Regions from separate parts of the Mus musculus genome. Here regions 2 and 3 are each linked to region 1. Evidence: chromatin contacts called from public promoter capture Hi-C data. All regions are on one chromosome and are shown on one strand. The core of a region is the stretch at or near the end of the contact, and the rest is flanking DNA. Distances in the headings are between cores, read along the strand shown. Region 1 overlaps Map4k4 (mitogen-activated protein kinase kinase kinase kinase 4). Region 2 has its middle 15 kb from the start of Rfx8. Region 3 has its middle 16 kb from the start of 1700066B17Rik.

What was found. Capture Hi-C pulls out chosen DNA fragments and counts their contacts.
Region 2: a contact with region 1 is called in a promoter capture Hi-C map of adipose tissue. The contact joins two enhancer-like sites. A contact is called at or near these places in 1 of 484 Hi-C or Micro-C datasets (bone marrow-derived macrophages), 12 of 115 datasets of contacts at active chromatin or transcription factors (CD4 T cells, DN3 thymocytes, the HPC-7 cell line and 8 more) and 3 of 9 other capture datasets (adipose tissue, liver and pancreatic islet).
Region 3: a contact with region 1 is called in a promoter capture Hi-C map of adipose tissue, with 2.6 times the contacts expected there. The contact joins two enhancer-like sites. A contact is called at or near these places in 4 of 484 Hi-C or Micro-C datasets (CD4 T cells, double positive thymocytes, embryonic fibroblasts and 1 more), 2 of 115 datasets of contacts at active chromatin or transcription factors (microglia and regulatory T cells) and 3 of 9 other capture datasets (adipose tissue, embryonic stem cells and liver).

What each region holds. Positions count from the first base shown.
Region 1 is chr1:39,961,409-39,964,931 of GRCm38.p6, reverse strand. Map4k4 (mitogen-activated protein kinase kinase kinase kinase 4) reads right to left here. Exons shown (of 32, transcript NM_001252200.1): 3 at 2,698-2,754. Among named protein-coding and RNA genes, the nearest start is that of Map4k4, 62 kb to the right of the region's middle. Within about 2 kb of position 1,846, at least 40 of the 459 cell types and tissues checked have an H3K27ac peak or open chromatin away from gene starts, as enhancers often do. A contact at or near this core is called in adipose tissue, where this site is marked.
Region 2 is chr1:39,734,721-39,738,243 of GRCm38.p6, reverse strand. No RefSeq gene overlaps it. Among named protein-coding and RNA genes, the nearest start is that of Rfx8, 15 kb to the right of the region's middle. Within about 2 kb of position 1,998, at least 135 of the 459 cell types and tissues checked have an H3K27ac peak or open chromatin away from gene starts, as enhancers often do. A contact at or near this core is called in adipose tissue, where this site is marked.
Region 3 is chr1:39,829,069-39,832,591 of GRCm38.p6, reverse strand. No RefSeq gene overlaps it. Among named protein-coding and RNA genes, the nearest start is that of 1700066B17Rik, 16 kb to the left of the region's middle. Within about 2 kb of position 1,556, at least 13 of the 459 cell types and tissues checked have an H3K27ac peak or open chromatin away from gene starts, as enhancers often do. A contact at or near this core is called in adipose tissue, where this site is marked.

The DNA.
Region 1 (3,523 bases), core at 597-3,096:
TAAGTAATCTACCGACAAGACAAAGCAAACCTGTAAGGAGCTGAGGCTGCCTCCGTGCACACGGAACAGCTGATCTTCCTACAGAGAAAGTGCTACACCTTGGACGAAAATACATCACAACTGCTGGTCTAGCTAATTCTCCTTTAAACTAACAGAAGAAGCTTGTAGAGCAACAGCTGAGAGCAAATAGATAACTCACATCTACACACCCTTATGTAAATACAAATGGATCTCTCTCATCTACACACCCTTGTGTAAATACAAATGGATCTCTCACATTTATACAGCCCTTCCATAAACACACATGGAAATCTCATATCTATACAGCCCTTATGTAAATACAAATGGATAACTCACATCTATACAGCTCTTATACACACAAATGAATACCTCACATATATACCCTTGCCTGAATACAAATGGGTAACTCGCATCTATATAGCTCTTACATAAATACAAATGGGTACCTCATGTCTATAAGCCCTTGCATATATACAAACGAAACTTAAGAACTTACATTACAAGGCAGGGGATAACAGCCCAATGGCAACAAGCCCTGATTAAATAGCAATACTCTTCTCAACACTACAAGCTCCCAGACAGGATCGTGTACACATCTATGAAGAGATGCCTCCCTCGAACACCCCTTAGTCCCTCCCATAGCGTCATGTCCAGGTTCTTCAAATAACCAAGCTCACTAGTGATGTAGGCCCACATCCTCACTCACTGCAGCTAGTGATGGAGCTAGATTCACTCAGGCTTCCAACAAGATCACCATACCATGGCCTTCCCACCCACACTGTTCCTGCCCGCTGAGCCTGCTAACCAACACCCAGTCCTTGCTAATAAGGCACACGCCTGTCTGTGACTTTCCCAGGAATTAGCTCCTGCACCTGTGTCCCTGAGACGAAAGGGAAAGCAGATAATCTGACTCTCATCAAGACAGCCCTCTCCTTGAGCCCTCCCCTCCCAGAGCTGACATCTGCAGCTCAGCTGCAGACCTCTCCTATCTGCCACCCAGGCCCCAGCATCATAAGCCCAGAAGCCTTGATGTTGGGGCAGGCTGAAGCAGTCCAAGGTCTTTTATTCACAATCAACACTTCCTCTGGATCCTCTCCGAGCCCCAGGCCACAGCAGAGGTCATTCTGAGAGAAGAAAATGTGAGAAACATCACTGAGGAGCTAACAGACTCGATGGTTGATTGTCCGTTGGTCTTTAAGCATCACTTTTGACTTTACTGGAATAAACGAGCTCCCATTAATTGCTTTTAAAGGAGCTCTACAAATAGTCAATCACCTGTCCAATGCTGCCTTCTTTTTCAAGCAAGAAACTATGGTTTGTAGCACAGTAGTACAGCACTACTCTAGCTTGGGTACACAAGGGCCTCATTAATCCCCAGCACAGAGAACAGCAAGAATAACACAGAGCACGTAGCACATGTCCACGTGAGCATGTACTTTATACATGTCTCATAGAGACAGGACTGAAGAGAAATACACTGAAGGGCTCCTGTCAGAAAAGGGAAGGACTTGATTTTTCATTGCACTCTCCTGTATGCTTCACTTTCTGCATATTACACATTTATAACCAGGCTCCGCCTTAGAGAAGGAGGGTCAGACTTGAAATCCATCTGTGGCGTGAAGTAAGGCACCAGGAGGCTACAGCGGCTACTCAGGGAACACAGCCCAGGCTGAAAGCACGAAGCCCAGAAAGGAACTAAACTCTGGATTCATAAATAGCCAAGCTTAAGGCTAACTTACTTTTTAGACACGGTCTTTATATAGCCCTCACTTTCCTCAGTAATCCCTGGGTTTAGGGAAATGATGGTGTGACGTAAAGACCCTGCAAGCTCCTCAGGCTGCTGCTGAGCTCTTTCTACAACTTGGGGCTGGATCTGATTCAACACTGAGTCAAAGGCAGCAAGTGCAAGAGAGGAAACATTAAAATAGCTTAAAATGAGGCAGCTCTAGCTCCTCATACCCGATGAAGGATGCACTCACAGAGGCACGTCCCGAGTGCGCAGTGTGCGTGTGTTCAGGTGTGTGTGTGTGGGTGTGCATGTGTGCATGTGTGTGAGTGTGTGGGTGTGCATGTGTGGGCTCACTTTTTGTTTGACTCGGTTCTCGGTTCCCATCTGAAGCTGCACAGTAAATCCTCATTGACTATTGAAAGAACTATCTTTTGTCATTAAATTATGGCAACAATCTACTCGACATTCTAACAGATGTTGCTGTCTTCCAGCCTCTGGGAACTTGGCTCCATGTTTTCTTTTCTCAATATAAAAAATAAAAGAAATGGCACAGATGTGGTCTAATACCCCAAGGGAGCTTTCCCTTTAATCACTGCGCATGTGACCTCCATGATCCCTCCCCCAACATTTTCCTTTCTATTAGTGAAGATGTTTCCAATTACAGCCCATTTTGTGGCCAAAGATGACATCACTCCGATGGAGGAGGGTTGCTGCGGGTTGGTGGTTTAAATCAAAAATGCATTAAGCAAATGAGATTCTTAGTTACTTAGGACTATCTCAACAACTCAAGTCGCCTGGCCTGCTGCTGGACCTTGAGCCAACACCAGAGCAAAGCCATGTGCTTAGGTGATCACTATCTCTAAATGTGCCAAGGAGGGCAGAAGTACCAGGGCCGGAAGAACTTGAAAGTCACGATGTCTTCATCAACAAGTGTGGTCCAACCTTACCTCGGTGACGTCCATAACCTTGATGGCGGCCAGCTGACCCGTTTTAACATGTCGACCCTGGAGACACAGAAAACAAAGACTGGTCAGTACCGACACTCACGACGGTTCCTCAGAGGAAGTGGCTAAAGTCTCTAACCCAGCCTCCCCCGCGCCTTTTCTGTTACTAATAAAAGGTAACATGCTTTTAAGTGCATGCTCATAATAGAACAACGGAGCTGATAAAAACAAAGACAGAAGATCGAATGAATTCGGATAAAATATCAATTCTTTTTCTGATACGTTTGATGTACTATCAAACTATCTCCAAGTTTCTCAAAAGACTTTTGTTAAACTTATGTGTCCATGTGTGTACGTGTGAGCTTATTTACACTACATGTGTTCAGGAGCCCATGAAAGCCAGGTGAGGACCTCAGATCCCCTTGGATATATGGAGGGGCTGGCAATCAAGCCAGGAAGCCATCTTCCCTGACACCAATCAACTTAAGTAATCTGTTTTTCTATATATCAGCCTCAACCTTTTCTTCAATGGCCAAAAACAAAACAAAACTAGAAAGCCCTCTAGATATTTCCTTTATGCCATAAATGGTAACTGAATCTTCCTAGTGGACCCCAATAGTTACTACTTGATTTCACAAATTATATTGAATGTCCCCAAAAGTCAATGTATGGTGTATGGAGACTGTTATCCTGAGAAGAGGAAGTATTCAAGGTTCAGGGACAAGCAAAATGACATCATAACTGTAATCTTTGATCTAGGACCTAAACTGTGTAGCTTATTCATACCACTCTGTATGTAAAACAAAAACAAAAAACAAAAAAAAAAAAT
Region 2 (3,523 bases), core at 749-3,248, 230 kb after region 1:
GTATTCAAATGGCGGCGAGTTACAGGGGACACCTCCTTCTACTGCCACATGTGTCCAATGTAAAGGCGAAGCATCATGTGATTCTCTCAATAAATGCAGAGAAATAGTATTCTTACTCAAAGTCAGTGAAGGCTAACATATGGGATGTTTTTTAAATATATATTAAAGCAGCACAGAACTGACAAGATTCTAAGTGGGCAAGAGGAATTCTAACACCTGCGTTTTGAAGGCATCGACCATGGGCCTCACAGGACGGTGGATAAAAATCAACACTGGACATCATCAGAGTGGCCTGGTCTCAGGGGACCCTCCCTTCATAAAGCTAAAATCAACAAATTTTAAGTTGATCCTTAAGTAAACTTCCAGCAAAAAAAGACTTTAAGGAATATTCAATCAATACCAAGCAAGGCAAAGACAATCGCGCTTTCCCTACAGAATCATGACCACAAGCAGATTTTCTGTGTGGTCCAAAAAGTTCGTGTTCTGAATTTATACTTCTGTACTCATAAGGTCCTGCCACACCTAAGGACTCTCTCCAGAAGAGACGTGCCTTCCTCTGTCTAAGACAGGTAAGTCCCCAAAGATAAATTGTCAAGTGACCAAAACACAGCCGGTAATTAGAGGCACCCAGCTGCCAACGCCTCTATGTTCAGCTCTCTGGTGGATTCTAAAACAGTATGTGCTGCAATTCAAAAACAAAACAAAACAACAAAGTTAAAATCCACATGTTAACCAAAATAAAAGAAAATATATAAAAGCAGATTTAAAAAGTGACAATCTATTGTCACGTGGTAACATCCCCAAAAGGACAGGAGAGACATTTGGAGACAGTGGCTGAGTTTCTCACAACCAAAGGGAGACTCTAAGCTGTAAGATTGAAGAGACCTAACCATTCCCAAACTAAACCAAGTTTAAGAAATGTGCCCCGAATTCCATTATTGTGAAACTGGAGGGCAATGCACACAGACCACACTATTAGAGGAGCAAAAGGGTTAAAAACAACAAGGCACATCACTTGTAAACAGATGCCAAACTTCCCAGTGGCTCATGGGAGAGAGAAGATGGTGGAGCCCACCGTCTATGTGCCAAAGGCAGTAAGCGCCATCAAGGACTTTTAGACCAGTGTAAACACAGTTCAAGAAAGTGGGAAGATAAGACATATTTAGAAACAAAAACTAGGCTTTCCAAGAATGGATTATCAACTAGGCTAATCCTAAAGGATGGATTTTAGGTAGGAGAGCGATGGTAGATCGAGCCGCCATAAAGGAAACAACAGAATAGACTAGGTAGGTAGGTAACTGGGCCACAGCTTTATGGTTGACAGTGGGGCTGGAGAAATGTGGAAATTGATGGCGTCTCAGGCTAGGCGGGTGTGGAAAGGCAAACGAGCAAAAGGGAGCGTTTATGCGCTTCCATCGTCAGTGCGAGGCTGCTGGACCGATTTAGACTCCAAGAGGATAACTGTTTGTGCCATACTTTCTGTAGTTATTATTAACAGCAGAAGAACAGTTACTGCTGCCATTTTTTCAAGGATTTTTTCGAAATGAAGTGATGAAAATATTAAGTTAATCCAAAAAGAGGTAAGAAAGGGGAGGAAGGTTCTTAAGGCTTTGTAATGAGATCCGGATGGTTAACCAACTGCACTAGACAGCCTTGAGAAGGGCCAATGGGTGGGATTGTGGGTGGAGCCACAAAGCGCACTCTTTACTGACTATAAGAGAGGGAGGGGCAAACAAGATAGGGCAGATGTTAATCTGCTGACTCAGGTCTGGGGCTTCTGGCTTCCTCCTAAACACTTGATGGCCTCACTATGTTTTCAAACACTCGGATTAGCCAGAGAAGTCGTAATTCATTGCTGCTGTCCTCCAGTGGCCCCAGTAAAATGGCTCTGTTCCCCAGGGGACCCTAACTGCCTTCCTTCCTTCCTTGACTGGCCTGTGGGTTCACAGAGCCACTGAACCATCAGCCGCCTCCGCGTGAATGTCTCCCAGCTACAGGCAGAGCTGCTTTCTCCAGGAAGAAAAGTGGCCTTTGTTGGATTTGAGGAGCTCTCTTCCCCGGGCTGAGACAGCTTTCCCAAGTGAGGGAGCTTGGGGTCTATTGTGCAAGCTTTCCTGTGCTGGGTCCCATGATAAATTGAGACTTTTTGTTTTGTTTTGTTTTTCTTCCTCACAGAGGAAATCAAACGCAAAGGCCCCTGCATGCCTGGCAGAGCCAACAAAGTCAGGAAGTTCAAGTGACAAGTGTCAGCTCCTGGTGGCTCCAAACAAAAGCACCACCCCCACCCTGAGAAACTGAAGCTTCAATGTTACAGCAAAAGGCACACACACACACACACACACAAACCAACGGTGCCTTAAAAACACACAGCTTTTGGTTCTACCACCTCTGGGTAGAAGACTTTTTTCCTCAGCCATGCTATGGAACCTTACTTGGCCCACACGGACACATGCTGGATATCAGTATATATCTGGATGACCACCAGACTAGTCCTTGTCACTCTGGCAAAGAGTGAAGCACAGGGTGTGTGTTAGAGTCTTATCTGTGCAATGCTGACACACATGAGCCACAGGCAGGGCAAGGCTGAAACTGGGAGCCCCTTGGGAGGGCTTTCAGCACAAAGGCAGATTAGCTGAAGCAGTGTGGACACCAGTAAACCAGGAGAAAGAGAAGTGGACTGGGCGCAAAGGGAAGTTTATGTAAAGGACAGAACCTGTGTATGTGATCCCAGACTTAGTTACCATTGAAATGATGACAATGATACATTGTGAGCAAACTGCTTACATTCACAGGGATCCCATTTATAAAACAATAGATACATCCAAGCCCAGGGGCATGGGTGTGCATACCTATAATCATGTCACTGAAGGCTGGGGCAGAGGACTTTGAGTTTGAGGTCAGCCTGGGCTACAAAGTTAGAACCTGTCCAACAATAAATAAATAAATAGATAGATAGGTAGATAGATAGATAGATAGACAGACAGATAGATAGATAGATAGATAAAATACTTATTCCATAGACTAGTAGACATGAAAGTTTTTTTTTAACAAGTTTCTGTTTGTCTTGGGGCTAAGGATGGGACCAGGTCTCCACGTGGGTGCTCTGCAGTGGGGGAGGAGGACAGGCATCCCAGCCTTAGTACTAGATGGGTGCTTTGAGCCACCGTGACAGGGTGACATCACGGAGCACTTCAGTCAGGTTTTACGTTAGTTTCACTCTGATCTTCATCACCCCAACCCTAGGAATATGAGAGATGGAAAGTGTGGAATAGAGAAGAATGGAGACGGAAAGAGTGGGCACACAGAACTCCAGCCTCCCGAGCCTCTGAGGGGCCACTGAGGAAAGCCTGCCTGGACAGTGGGAAGAGGTGAGGTCCTTGCCGGGGCTACAAGAGGGTGACAAGGCAGAGAGGTTGGTCCGTTGCGTGCTGAGTGGAGGTGTAAAATGTCTTTAAATGCAGCCTGCGATTCAGCCCGAGCAGGTGGGACCCACTGCAAAGTTATCATCTTACTCTGAATCAAA
Region 3 (3,523 bases), core at 307-2,806, 130 kb after region 1:
GTTTTAAACACAAGGAGATCTGGAAGAAACAGTCTTCATGCCAAGCTTGTGAAAGGATTCTTAGTGTCCATGGAAACAGGAGGGCTCCTCTCTTACCTGTGTTCCTCTTCCCTCTGGGGGTGGAGTCAACCAGGAGTAGCTGGGAACTAAACTCAAGGTCCTCTACAAGAGCAGTCTGTACTCTGGCAAAGGAAACTCTATGGTCATCTTTGACGTTTCGCTGGAAGCTGAGCTGGCTACGTAGACTAACAGTGTAATAGCATGCCTGTCTTGCCTGCTCTCAGAGGAACTACCAAGCTATTCAAAGAAAATCTGTAGAGATGAACCTTGGGCTTAGAAGGCCAGAGATCAACCAGACCCTGCACTTCAGCTCCAGCCCAGCTAGGTCAGTGACAGCCACCTCCACCTGCCTCTGCGATTTCAGTCTCAGCCCTCAGTCACAGCCCGGTGCTCCAGGCTCTTTCCTGCTGTAAGGCATTCTGGTCTGGGTGCTTGGGCTCATGACCTTTGAAAGATCCACAGCCGTATCTTAGATCAGGAAGAACATGTGTCAGCCCCTAAACATGAACATAAAACATTGAAATGGGAATAAATATTTGATTAGAGTCTATGTGAAATGCAGCATGCTATTAATGAATCAGAGGCCAGTCTACTGAAACTGTATATGGCTACATCAAAACAGAACACCATCAGACATAGCAATAGATTGGCTGCAAGTGGGTCCGGGGTCTCTGACAGTCTTAAAAGGAATAGAACACACTGGACACCTCCATTCTAGATTTGGGCCTGATGTCATTGCTTAGGAATTTTTGCCACCTTAGGCAAATCAATAAAACTCACGAAGTGATGTTTTCTCATTTACAGAATGAGCTTAAATGAGGCAGAGGTCACGGATGGCCACTTGTAGATGAAAGGGCGGCAGCCTAAGTGTTGGCTGATTTTTATCTGGGAAGAATCCAAGGCAAACACAAGAAACAACCAGAAGGATTTACTGCTCATTTTATGACAATCTTTACAGCTGTAATCAGATCTCTGTCGGTGAGGGCTGTCGAGAGAGTGAGGGCGGGGTTCGGGGGTTCTCCCACATGCTCCAAGATGCTATGGTGAGTCTGGGGTCTTCTTGGGGAAAAGTGGAAATTTAATACAGCAGCTAGAATTATATTTATGCATTCCTTATGTTTCTAAAATTCATGCAGAAGAATGGTACATTATGAGTAAACTAGATTACTGGAGACCGTGTAATCTAGTTAATGTGCGTTCACGATCCCTAATCCATTGCTCTGTTTTACAGAGACATCCATGGCCACTGGCATCTATCTTCTTGCAATTCTCCACCAACCTCATGCAAGTTCATCCCAGACCATCTCAGGACAGCCTCACTGTGTACAGCTGGTGCCCTCTTCCTTGGCTGGATCCTGGACTCAGCAGGACTGTTTGTATCTGGACAAGGAGGACCAGGAGGCGCTTACTGTTGACTGGTGGGCCCAGAATGGCCCTGGCTGGGATCTCTGGCTGGGGATGGGATCCATGGCAATGACTCAGATGGCCTGGTTGCAAGGAGAAAGCAGTAACATATTCCCATGCTCACATCGATGTATTTGAAACAGGACCTAATTCAGAGCAGGTCTAACTCTGTGGTTAATTATGTACCATATTATCCAATAAAAGGTATTTTAAAATTCCAAACCTGGCTAAATTGGAATCTTTTCCCTCCATCCCTGAGGTACTTGGGTTTTCTGGATTTACTTAAGAAGCAAAGCTTTCGTGGCCTCCTGGGGGAGGGGTCTTTTTGGGGGACGAGTTTGATTTTCTGGCATACAGATTATTGATTGTCTTTCTTGAGGTCCAGCTTTGTTCATTGGATTAATGTCCAGCTCCGGAGACACCCTGCACCCTGGAGTCTCAGGCTTGTGCATACCATTTGCCCAGTCTTAGCTACCCTCCTGGTCATCTTTAGCTATACATGTCTTGCTCAGCCCCTAAGGTCTACCCAAGAACCAACCCTTCTAGAAACTTCTGCTAGGCTACCACAGGGCACAGAGACCTCTCATTGTAATTTTATAGACTTTTACTATCGTGCCTTAGCCTGTATTCTGTTACTATAACAGAATACCTGAGACTGGTTCATTTATAAAAGAAAGACATTTATTGTGGCTCATAGTTCTGTCAGTCTGAGTGTATGGTGCCAGTACCTGCTCAGCTTCTGAAGGCGGGGGCACATGACACTTCATGCAGTTACAAAAGTGAATAATTACAAAGAGAATATGGGACACACTGGACCAGGAACTTCCCAGTAATTCCTTTATGAGGTTGGAGCCCCCAAGAAGCAAGCTGCCCTTGAACAATCCCATCTTTCAATAATATTACAATGGTTTTTGCACAAGTTTGGAGGGGCCAGGCCATAGCTAACCCAGAGCACAGGGATGGCCCTTGTTGGGATTTAAAGTCTTTCTTGGTGCTGATTCAACACTGTCTGGGATGACAAATGTCACAGATTCTGGAGGAGATGAACAAAGATGTGAAAGATGAGGTTGTTAGGAGCAGTCCCAAGGGTCCAGCTGGCGGTGGCTGCTGGAGGGCGGGGGGTTAGAGGGAGGGGTGCTGGAGGTCAAAGGTCAATGCTGGGGAGCAGGGCACAGAACTCTGCACAGAGAAGGCAGCCTTGTGAGTTTGCTTCAGAGACAGGTCAACAGGGAAAAGATGTGAGAGCGCAGAAGACTGATCAGGGAACAGGGCGAAAAGACTTAAAGATCAATAGGATTTCTTAAAGACCATGTGATGAGGCCAGAGCACCCAGCCTCACATGTAGGCATCAGGAATTATAAGCTGTGGAATCATGAACAAGTTATTTAGTTCCTCTGGGCCTCTCTTGCCTGTCCTCTGACCAGGCCAGACCTGTCTGCTCTTAGACAAGGGCAGAGACTCGTGCCATGTCATCAAGACCATGGGTGGGTGGAGCTTGTGCACTGTTGGAGGACATCTGGGTCCTATTCTTTGGGCAGTAGGAATCTTGAATTGTTACTTAAGAGATTCAGTTACAGCTAACAAGAAGAGCCTGGACAGTTGTAGCTCAGGAGCACTGGGGAAGGGACCCAAGCTTCCCCTGTGCGGGATGAGTGCTCTACCATGGAGCCATATACCAAATCCAAGAGCGATGGCATATCCATGCTGGCATCTCTACCTTGAATAGTTAGATGCCTGTAAGCCTTTGAAGGAATGAGCAAGGAAATGAAGGGAGGAAGCCAGGCTCGAAGGCTCTGGTTTCTGAGTGCCTGGTGTCGCTGCACCCTACCAGGCTGCAGCGTTTGTTCATGCTGTCCAGTCTGCTTGCTTTCACCCCTTCCAGACTCCGAATTCCATGAACTTACTCCTCGCACTCACTGAGATCTTGGTCCTTTGGTCCTGTCTGACCTCCAACAACATTTGACTATGACCACGTGTGCAGACAGGAGAGCTAAGAAACCAATAGCTGCTCTGTCCAAGAAGCTGGGACACCTCAGAGCAAGAGAAGCCACCAGCACAG